Linked DNA regions of Sus scrofa: region 1 is linked to region 2. Evidence: chromatin contacts called from public Hi-C data. All regions are on one chromosome and are shown on one strand. The core of a region is the stretch at or near the end of the contact, and the rest is flanking DNA. Distances in the headings are between cores, read along the strand shown. Region 1 holds the start of ARHGAP24 (rho GTPase-activating protein 24). Region 2 overlaps ARHGAP24 (rho GTPase-activating protein 24).

Evidence for each region. Hi-C and Micro-C count contacts between places; a contact is called where the count stands out from the background.
Region 1: a Hi-C map of brain shows a contact between it and region 2, with 4 times the contacts expected there. The contact joins the promoter of ARHGAP24 here to the enhancer-like site in region 2. A contact is called at or near these places in 16 of 47 Hi-C or Micro-C datasets (alveolar macrophages, brain, embryonic fibroblasts and 11 more) and 1 of 2 datasets of contacts at active chromatin or transcription factors (skeletal muscle).

Annotation. Positions count from the first base shown.
Region 1 is chr8:133,501,698-133,507,508 of Sscrofa11.1, forward strand. ARHGAP24 (rho GTPase-activating protein 24) reads right to left here and starts at 4,368. Exons shown (of 10, transcript XM_021100782.1): 1 at 4,324-4,368.
Region 2 is chr8:132,993,362-132,999,147 of Sscrofa11.1, forward strand. The region is part of intron 3 of ARHGAP24 (rho GTPase-activating protein 24); the gene reads right to left. Among named protein-coding and RNA genes, the nearest start is that of ARHGAP24, 510 kb to the right of the region's middle. Within about 2 kb of position 1,445, at least 10 of the 83 cell types and tissues checked have an H3K27ac peak or open chromatin away from gene starts, as enhancers often do. A contact at or near this core is called in brain, fetal skeletal muscle, retroperitoneal adipose tissue and 1 more, where this site is marked.

The DNA of each region.
Region 1 (5,811 bases), core at 3,118-5,617, 510 kb after region 2:
CTAAATCACCCTCAGGATGCCCCTCAAAGGCCCAAAAGCATGCCGAGTAAGAATGCATAAACCACTTCAAAGTCCTGATTTTTCCCAGCACATCTTTTTTGTTTTTGTTTTTTTGTTTTTTTGTTTTTTTTTGCCATTTCTAGGACCGCACCTGAGGCATATGGAGGTTCCCAGGCTAGGGGTCTAATCGGAGCTGCAGCCACCGGCCTACACCAGAGCCACAGCAACGCGGGATCTGACCTGCATTTGCGACCTACACCACAGCTCACGGCAACGCCGGATCCTTAACCCACTGAGCAAGGACAGGGACCGAACCCGCAACCTCATGGTTCCTAGTCGGATTCGTTAACCACTGAGCTACAACGGGAACTCCTTCCCAGCACATCTTAAATGTCCCTTTCTTGAAGAAGAACCCTCATAAATGCATTTTCTCTCAAGACCTGATAATTCCCTAGGGTCAAAAGCAGTATATTTATAGGTGATTTCTCTCAGTTGAATTCAAGTTCCCAAATCATAGATTTTTAAAATCTGGCATAGACGACATGACATCCTGGTGAGACTAAAATTGAGACTACCCACTTTATTCTCAGATCTCAACGAGTTTCTTCTATGATCTTTAACTTCCTAAAAACTATTTGGAAAACACAGTTTTCCCTGGAAAAAATTACTCTTGGGGCTAGGTATTAATTTTTTCTAAACTCAGTGAGAATGGAGCAAGCGCTATACTACTGTAAACACCTTTCTAAAAAATTAGGTACATCAGAAACGTGGCAATGAATTAATGCTATTTCTGAAGTTGTGAAGGAATTACACTCATTCCATGAGAAATAAACCAGGCTGCAGCTGCTGAAGGAAACTCATCTTCTCCAGCCAACAAGAAGTCTCTGTTGAGGCCAATCAGAATAAGAAATTGGCAAGAATGATTTTTTTTTTAACTAATTTCTTTGAAAACACGAAGGTAAAATAATTCGATTCTGGACTCTAATTCATTTGAACTGTAAAATTCAAGGGAGTTTAAATTTGTACTTTAATGTTTGTTGAGGAATTTCTGAATAGTGGGCAGAGATTTACATTTAAATTTAGGACATCTCGTCTTTTGGCATGTTATTGTTGGAATAGCTCCACGTGGTCATTTGATATTATTGCAAAACCTCTAATAAGCTTGGACAATGTAGCTAGATGGTAATTTGGGTTGGGAATAGAAGGAGGGATTTTCAGCTGTAGTACAGACTGGCCCTTTTGGACACTTCTAGGGGAATAAAGTGTGTCTCGCATGGTGTCCCAGGCAAATCCACAAAAGTCAGAGGTCGGGGAGGACCACAGCCTCACATGGTGGGGACAGGTGGTTTTGACAGACTGCAGATTTTCTCCTCTAGAACAAGAGCAGCAGTCTTGCATTTCATAAGTTTAATGGTTAAGCCCCATAAATAGAAAAACAAATCCCTGAAGACTATTTTGAGGGGCAGTGGGTCCGGATGTTCTTTCCTCCCTTCCGGTTTCCGTAATGGGGCATTTCAACCAGAAAGCTGGTGAGCTGATTGATGAGTTTGGGAGAGGAACTAGGTAGACTCAGTTCAGTCCCTATTGCCTCTCTCAGAGGGAGCCAGCTGCCCTGAGAGACGCTCCACCCTGCCTTTTGGTGGAACAGGGGTAGGCTCTACACAGGAGGCTACAAGCTGCCTGCCTCTGGCGGAGCTCAGAGTGTGGTATCAAGATGCCACCATTGCCACTTTCCAAGTCACAGTCAATCTTAGTTTATCAATCATAAAGGATAAAGGTAATATTTTGATCTCCAGCTATCCTACCCGATAAGTAAGGGGAGATTGGCATATACACATATAGGCATGTGTTATGAGCTTAAAAAGGGAAGCATAGCTTTCACTTACTAGTTACTTAAACAAGGTGAAAGAAGAGGACTCCACAAAATTCAGCCCAGTGAGATAATAAAGAGAAACTAAAGAGAAACCTCAATCTAGAGTTTAAGAGCCTTGGAGCTATACCAAAGGAAGATACTGGAAGAAGAAGAAGAAGAAGAGAAAAAAAAAAAAAACTTGCCTCCTCAAGGTTGCACTTGAAAAAAACTGAGCAAAATAAAATAAAAGTTCCAAGTACAGTATTTCACAACCTTTCAGGTTTTAAGTCAATAAAGGGGATTCCATGGAATTCTTTGAGCATCTAAGCTTAAGAGGCCAAGGGACATGCCTTAAAGTAGGAACTGGGCCATAGAAAAGCTATGATGAAACCAAAAGCAAAAGCAGAGCTGTTGGCAGTGACACTGTATATTAACCAAGAAGACAAAATGCCTTTTTCAACTTCCCTCATAACCTCACCTTTAGCATCTGCTGTCAGGCTGAAACACTCAATATGGTCATTTGTAAGACAGCAATGTATAGGTTGAGAAGTCAGAATGCTAAAGAAAATCAAGGAATGGGAAAGCAAACAAGGCATTTTCCTAACAGCATTTGGTTAATCTAGTTAAGCTTAATTGTGACCATATTGTCATGACCAGGGCAACATTTCTACTGGCCTTTACAGTTTGAAGGCACTTTTTATACGTCACTTCCAACAATTCTCTGATGCAAACCAAAGAGACATTATTCTTTCTTACCAAAAAATTTTAATTTAAAATCTAAGCTAAAGCTTACTCATGTCCATGGTTTAAGGTAAACTCATTTGCCACAACTAGGGATGGCTGATCAGAAGCAGAGAGCTTAATCCCCCATCTTCCTTCTAATTCAGTATTATTTTCTCTAACCCAGGTTTCATAAGCTGACAAATTAAAGAAGTGGTATTTTTCTCAGTAATATCTCAGCCCAAACTTGACCATTTCCTTTCTGACCACCATAGCAGGGTGAATCAGAGTTTCTTACTTCCCTAATGTGAATAATGAGATAACCACATCACATTGCATCCCTAATTCTCAAGTGAATTTACAAAAAGAAAGACATTATATTAATAAAAAAGACGGATGAAAAAAAAAGTTTTCATTTTCCAGTGCCACCCAAATGTCACCCATCTCAAATTCTCTAAAAGATTTAAAGGTGGAAATAAAAACATCTCAAGAGTGAATAATCATCCGAGCCTCCTGGCTCTGCCCCCCCCCCACCATCAATAACTACCTAACTCACAAAAACTGTTCCAACAGATAAACAAGCTAAAGTTATATTTAACATTTAAAATTTTAAATCCATATTAAAATCACATCAGGGTAAGACTGAGCTCTTGACTGACATGACCTTTTAAAGTTGTGATCACGTGTATATGCGTGTATGGTGTGCACACACACACACACACACACACCACAAGCTGGTAACCTGATTTTATTCTGTTTAATCATCAAGTCTGAGTAGACTGGTGATTAGCTACCTTGACTCTGAGCAATTCAGAAGACTTGAGGAGCTAGACTCTTCCAGATAATTTTGACAGGAACTTTCCAGTTGTTTCTTTCACTGATGCAGGTCAAATCAGAAACATCTTCCCCCACTCCTATGTCAGAGGTAATATGTCGTAGGGAAAAAAATACCTCAGGAAGCCAACTCCTCTACCCAGGATGACAAAAGTACACACTGAGGACGCCAGCTTTTGTGTAGTTCCCGTCACCTGGAGAATTAGGATTCTTTTAGGTTTCCGCATTTATTTCCTCCTCTCGTCTAACTGCTGACAATCTTTCTCCATCTGTATCATTACCTCACAGTCGGCTGAAAAGACGAGAGTTGATCTACAGAAATCTTTTGATAAACCCAGGCTGACTGTGTTTCATCCTTAGATAATTGGCTTCACAGAGATGCTTTCGCCAAAGAATATGAACTATGCACTCAAGGCTGTTCTTCATAATTGAGGCTGACGTGTCTCACAACCTCTCGCCGGCATGACATTCACTCTCAACCCAGAGTTACGAATAGGAAGGTCACACGCTTAGTTTGTCTGCCGCTCACCCACCTGCACATGTGGGACCTTTGGATCACTGACACGCTATTTTTCAGAGGGCAAAAATAATATAAGATCTTCATTTTCACAGATCCCTGTAACAAAAACTACCAAAGACAGAAGAAAAGCATTCCACCAAACTTAAGACCACCAGCTATCTAGCCAAAACACAGCACACAATTAAAGCCAGGCTATCTCTCCTAAGAAAGTCATACAGCCTCAGAATTTTGTTTGGCAAGAGATAGTCACAGCTTTTTCACAGCAGCATTGGTTAGAACCCTTTACTGAAAGAAAAGACTAGGATTTTATTTGTATCAACTTTTGTGGCTTCCCTACACTATTGCTATTTACTTCCCACATAAACGATAAATGAATAAATTGTATCCGGATACTCACAGCAGAGAGCTCAGTTCTGGCCCTAACATCAGACGCCTCCGCTGCAGACTGAATGCTACTGTTGGGAGGTGCTTTTATTTTCCTAGCAAAGTAGCACCCTCTAGTGGCTTTTCCAAATTATCAAGAAGTAAACGCCAAGCATGTGACATAATTTGTTTACTATCCAATTACGCAATGTCAAAACACTCAGGTGAGAACAAAAGCTTGGTCTAGGCATTAGAGGAAGCATATTCCAACCTCACTGCATGCTTTCTGTAGGGATGATGGCTTTTAAGAGAAAATATGTTTAAACATCATTCCTCTTTCATTTATATAGTGTACTTCTAAGAAAAATATACCACTACTTGGAAATAGTTACTTATTATTCTATGATGATGATGATGCTATTACTGGTATCATTGTTTTCTTTTGCTAAGCATTTACTATATTCAGAAAATGTATTTTTTACACATTTTACCTCATTTAAAACTCACTATAGGGAGTTCCCTAGTGGCACAGCAGGTTAAGGATCTGGTGTTGTCACTGTGCAGCTTAGGCTGCTGTTGTGGTGCAGGTTCAGTCCCTGGACTGGGAACGTCAGCATGCCATAGATGTGACCAAAAAAACTCACTATAAATATATAACCGAGATTTATCCTCATCCTGTGTTACAGATGACAATACTGAGGCCCACATATATAATGTAAGTTGCCCAAGACTGAGCACCTAAGAAGAGGTCAAGAAAAACTGAGACTCAAACCATCTTTAGGTGTTCCCTCGAGCCACATCAGGTTAAGGATCTAGCACTGTCACTACAGTGGGTCCGGTCACAGCTATGGCAAAGGAACTTCCACGTGGCATGAGTGTGGCCAAAAAAAAAAAAAAAATCCTTCAGTGTTGGGAAAGACTCTTACTAACCCAATTTTGATAAGCAGAAATTACCAGTAGCTTTCACATGTATCCAGAATTATGGAAATGTAAACCCAAGGGAATTATTCAATAACATAACTAAAAGTGAAAATTTGTGTAAAGTCTTCATTTTATGTTAGAAATACAACCATTTTCTATAGCAAATAAGTCATATAGCAATTCTTGAATGGCAAGAAACATTCTCCAGAGAGCCAGCGTAGTTCTCATATTTTACCACAATGCCTTACGAGAGGGCACAACGCTTGCTCAGTCATGATATTTTATAAAATCAAAAGAGGTATATTGATTCAGTTAGGTATTCAATAAACAAGAATTGAATGGCTCCAGCTTTACCTCTAATTCGGACAGGCAATGAACCAAGATATTTCCACAATTCAAGCTGCTGTATGAATACTGAGAATTATCAGGCAAGAAAGACCCTTGAACTAATAATTTTTTCATGGCTGCAGTGTCCATATGTGCCATCTTAGAGCCACGTGTTTGATTCCAGTAGATAAAACTCTTTTTTTTTCCCCTACTATAAAGCATGGGGACCAAGTTACACATACATGTATACATACTTTTTCTTCCCATTGTTGTG
Region 2 (5,786 bases), core at 195-2,694:
ATTTATAATCAAAGTTAATTTCAGGTTACTTTCACTTGAGTTTTGGGTGCTTCCTTGAGCTGGAGAGCAAAGGGTAGAATGACGGCCACTACACTCTTGTGTTAACTTGCAGTGAGTCTCAACTGGCCTGGGCGTCCGCGTGGAAAGAGGAGGAAAGATTGGGAACGGAGACTGGGAACCACCCCTCCAGAGAAGACACCAATGCTTCTCTTCTCTGTCTGTTTGGTTTCTCCGATTCTTTCAAACACTTGACGTCCCTCAGTCTTCTATTCTATTCTTCCTCCAAGGTCCGAGACTTCTTTCGTTGTCCTAAGTATCTTCTTAATGATGCATTCTAGCTTCCGTTTAAATTCTGTGACTTTTTCTTAACCCCTTTTTTTCCAGCCAGGTAACTGTATGCAGTAATTTGACTGTCCCGTCTTTCTTTTGCTTTCAGTGTCTTCCTAGTGAATTTGAATTTCAAAACCATCCATTACCGCTCAGAGATTCAGGTTCTCTCGCTTTAACTGAGGTCCAGGGGCCCTGATGATGCCTTGAAACTTCACATAAACTGCGATCATCCCAGGCTTCAGTCCCTGGAACTCATTTAAAACAAGATGCTCACAGCATTTTACGTAAGTTAGGTACTCTGAATGAAATTTCAAGTATAACTTACCACAAAATATCTACCTTCTAACAAGTTAAAACAGTAGGCTAAAGGTCATCAAAATGATTATTTGTTGCTTATAAATGATGTACAATATGGCACTGAAATATAGCAAAGTCAGGGCAATATTTTGGTCTCCTAAGACGTGTAAACTAGCTAGCGACATTTTAAAAACTTGAAGCAATTAACAACAGAATCCATAAACTCTAGGTAACAGCACATGCTTTAGAGTCATGCAAACCAGAGACGAAACCTTGTCAAACCTCAGTTTCCACATCTGTAAATTGGCCCCCATCAAAGATCCCACCTTAAAGGCATCATTGTGAAATTTATGCAATACTTCTTTGCCTGGTATAGAGTGGGCATGGATTAATCAATTCAACATGCATTTATATCTACCTATATCTACAGATGCGCACACACGCACACACTTTTCATTCTCATCCTTTTTTTACATTTATCATTATTTGGTAATTCTGCAATTTATTCAATTCAGAAATGCAGGTTGCCTGCTCCACTAGGGAGCAAAATCAATTCAAGCGTAGCTGAATAAACAAGAAGACTTAATCAGGATTCCTTTTCTTTATTTTCCTCCTCCTTCTACTCCCTTGGGCCCTCCCTCGTTCCCTCCCAGGGTCCGTGTCGCACGAGATGAGAGAGACATCATTCCTAGCTCAGCTCAATGACTGCCTCTCCGTTGGGTCAGCTGCCAGCTTCTGCCTCCAAAGCCGAGGACAATCGCCCACTCTGTGCCCTGGTGACCAAATCCTGCCAACTGCTGGCAGATGGCGTCTTCCCCACAGGCGCTCTGGGAGTCACATGGCAACTGGCCTGTTCACTCCACCCGGCTTTCCACTCCCTCCCCCACTCTGGCCAACAGAACACAGACTTTTAAACGCTGTCATGTTTTTCCATAGTCCCTTCGATAGAAATGAGAGTTTTGAGCGAGCAGGTCTTTTGAGTTGGTTCGGTCTTTGAACGGCATAATCAGACCACGTGGTGTGGTGTCTGCTGCCCTGCTACCACATAAAACAGGAAGGAAAAGCACCGGGCCTGAAGAAGACATTCCCTCCTTGGGGCCCTTCTTTCCCCTCCCGTGCTCATGGAACGGAGCTGTGAGTTTGTAAAACTGTGTACCCAAATGTCTCCAGGCACCGAGAGAAATCCTGTTTCCATCTCAACTTTGATTCCGTTTCAATACCACGGCCCTTCTTCCAATTCCAATGGAAGAAGATGGCCCACAGTCAAGTAACAGAGGCAGTCCTTGGCCTCAGTGCTTGCAGCCATGTATGAGATATCTGGCATCCCCACCTGTCTCCATGCCATGCATATGCCCAATAAGACCAAACTGCATCTGCAAAAATAAGTCACACTCAGGCGGCAAGAAGCGTCACATACATAAGGACACCACTACTGGCCCTCAGAGATGTTTCTGAAAATGAAAACAGAAACCTGTTTTTTCATTTGTTTCTTTGTTTTTAGTGTTTTGTTTTCTTTACTTCTGAGGGCCTTTCATAAGATATCACCATAGGTCTGATGCTGAAGGGAGAAAACCCTCCTGTAAGCATCTGGCCTCCTCAGCCACTTCTGAAAGATTTGCAATATGGTGGCATGAAAGGGGTCCTGGCTCTGCCATCTTACCAGCTGGTGACCTGGGACAAGTAACTTCATGTTGAAGCTTCCTCTTCTTTGTAAAATTATGATGCAAATAGTGGCTACCTTCCAGTATTGTTGAGTTGACAAGAATCCAATCAGAATAAGTGCTCAAAAAAGTTCTTGCTCGTCTGTGCCTAGAAGGATCTGGGTGTCTGGGAGAGTGTGGGGCTGCTAAGGAGCAGCTACAGGTGGTATTATATTTGAAAATATCCCTGAGCGCAGCACAATGGTGGGCGAGGTGGGGGCATGTCTCACAGTAAATAAAACCATAGGCTAAAATATGCAAAGAATGACATCTTCTTCCACCCACTCAATGCAAAGGAAAGATAAGCAAGACCAGGGAAGGAAAGATGATGGTAAAAAGTGTCCTTACACTCGATTAATTGTTCACAGTCTGCCAACTATGAGCTGAGAACATAGAATACAGTGGTGAATAGAACAGGCTAAAAAACATAAACAAGGCATTAAATTCAGAATGTAAAGCCTTGTGACAGATATGAGCAGGAGGCCAAATAAATAACATTATTATAGAAGAAAATCTTTGCAAATGATATGACCAATAAGGGGTTAATATCCAACAAGTATAAACAGCTCATATAACTCAACATCAGAAAAACCCAAATGACCCAATTAAAAAATGGGCAAAAGAACTGAACAGACATTTTTTCCAAAGCAGAAATGCAGATGGCTAATAGGCCCAGAAAAGAAGCTCAACACCACTAATCATCAAGAGAAGTGCAAATCAAAACTACAATGAGATGTCACCTCACACCTGTCAGAATGGCCATCATCAAAGAGGACACAAATAACAAATGTTGGCAAGGATGTGGAGCAAGGGGAACCAGCCACCCTGGTGGTAGGAATGTAAATTAATGTAGTCACTGTGGAAAACAGTATGATGGTTCTAAAAATAGAATCACCACATGACCCAGCAATTCCACTCCTGGAACTACAGCTAAAAAAACAAAACCGCTAATTCAAAAAGATATTATGTATCCAAATGTTCAGAACAGCATTATCACAATTGCTGTAGTACAGAAATGGAAGCAACCTAAGCATTCATAAAGAGATGGATGGATAAAGAAGATAGATCCATATAAACACCAATACTTAAACACACACACATATATACTTATATATGCTATATTCTTTTTATGAATTTATATACACACATATATATAAGCAGTGTGGCTGGAGCACCGTGAGCAAGGGGTGCGGGGTAGGAGGGAGGTGATCCTGCTGGGCTGTGAGCGGTACACCGAGTTTGGATGACAGGCTAAGTGCAGGGGGAAGCTGCTGAAGCCTTCATATAGCCTGTGACTTGGGTTAGCTTATTTTAAAATGACTTTTACAGAGTTTTGGATGAAAATAGAGCTCAGAAATGCAGGAGATTGATGATACGGCCTAGACAGGAATGAGAAAGAGGTGATGGAGAGTAGAAGGCAGAGGAGAGATACATTTTGGAAGTATGGTCAGCACCTCTGGCGGATGGATTGGATGTCAAGGATGAGGAAGACAGAGGATTTAAAGATTATGCCCAGAGTTATGGAAAATCCTGAGTTTTTCATTCAGATAAATGCATACTGGCAACTATGAGACGTCCAGGAAGTTTAAATTATCAAACATAGGGCACTTGAGAGGCAGGAAGGAAGGAGGCAGGTAAAGAGGAGCAGGTGGGGAGCCCAAGCAGCTTCCCTAGGCTGAACCTAGAAAAGAGCTAGTTGCCACGTTAAGAAAGGCAGTCAACATCACCGCCTTTGGTCTGGGTTAGCAATGAGATCCTTCTGTGTAACACTGGGAACTATGTCTGGTCACTTATTTATTTATTTATTTATTTATTTATTTTTTGTCTTTTGTCTTTTGTCTTTTTTGTTGCTGTTGTTGTTGTTGTTGCTATTTCTTGGGCCGCTCCCGCGGCATATGGAGGTTCCCAGGCTAGGGGTTGAATCGGAGCTGTAGCCACCGGCCTACGCCAGAGCCACAGCAACGCGGGATCCGAGCCGCGTCTGCAACCTACACCACAGCTCACGGCAACGCCGGATCGTTAACCCACTGAGCGAGGGCAGGGATCGAACCCGCAACCTCATGGTTCCTAGTCGGATTCGTTAACCACTGCGCCACGACGGGAACTCCTATGTCTGGTCACTTATGAGGGAGCCTGATAATGTGAGAAAAAAGAATGTGTACATATATGTGGAACTGGGTCACCATGCTGTACAGGAGAAAACTGACAGAACACTGTACGCCAGCCATAATGGAAAAGAAAAATCATTACACTAAAAAAAAAAAGAAAAGCAGTCAACAGAGCAAGCTAGGTGAGACAGAGTCTCTAAATGCTCCTTTTGTTTTTAAGGCTTTAATAACATCAAAAGGCAATCCCAGGTGATCCCATGTGAGAGCTTGAGCATCCTCCCTGGGGCTAAAGTAGACAGCAGGCAGCAGGCAAGAGAATTATTGAAAATTAAAGAATGAGGCTTTTTTTAAGAAACATGCTTGGTCTTGTGCTGATTCAACCAGAAGGAGAAAAATCTCATAACTTAAAAAATAAGACCAAGACAGCCCAATGGGAAAAACATGTCCTTTTCAACACATGGTGCTAGAAAAACTGGGTATCTGTGTAGGCAAAAAAAAAAAAAAAAAAAAAAAAAGAAAAAAGAAAAAAGGTTGCACCTATTCCTTACACTATACACAAAAAATTAACTCACAATGAATCAAAGACTCAAATGGAAGCGTAAACTATAATAAACTCTTAGAAGGAAACTTGAGAATAAAACTTCAGGACCTTGATTTAGGCAAAGTCTCTTTTTAGCCATGATACAAAGTGACCAAAGGAATAAAAAAGATAAACTAGACTTCTTCAAAATTTAAAACGTTGGCACTTCAAGGACATGGTCAAGGAAGTAAAAGGACAACCCATGGAATGGGAGAAAATATTTGAAAATCATATATCTGATAAGAAATTTGTATCCAGACCACATAAAGAACTCTTGCAAGTCAACAAAAACAAAACAAATAACTCCACTGAAAAGCAAACAAAAAATGTGAGTGGCTGTTTCTCCAAAGAAGATATACGAATGGCCAAAAGCACATGAACTAATGCTCAACATCATTAGCCAGTAGGGAAACGTGAACCAACCACAACAAGGTATCATTTCATACCCATGAGGATGGCTATAATCGAAAAAGAGGAAAGGGAGTTCCCGTCGTGGTGTAGTGGTTAACGAATCTGACTAGGAAACATGAGGTTGCGGGTTCGATCCCTGGCCTCGCTCAGTGGGTTAAGGATCCAGCGTTGCCGTGAGCTGCGGTGTAAGTCACAGATGCAGCTCCCATCTCGCATTGCTGTGGCTGTGATGCAGGCCGCTGGCTACAGCTCCAATTTGACCCCTAGCCTGGGAGCCTCCACATTCCTCTAGAGCAGCCCTAGAAAAGGCAAAAAGACAATAAATAAATAACTAAAAAGAGGAAAGGATATGAAGAAACT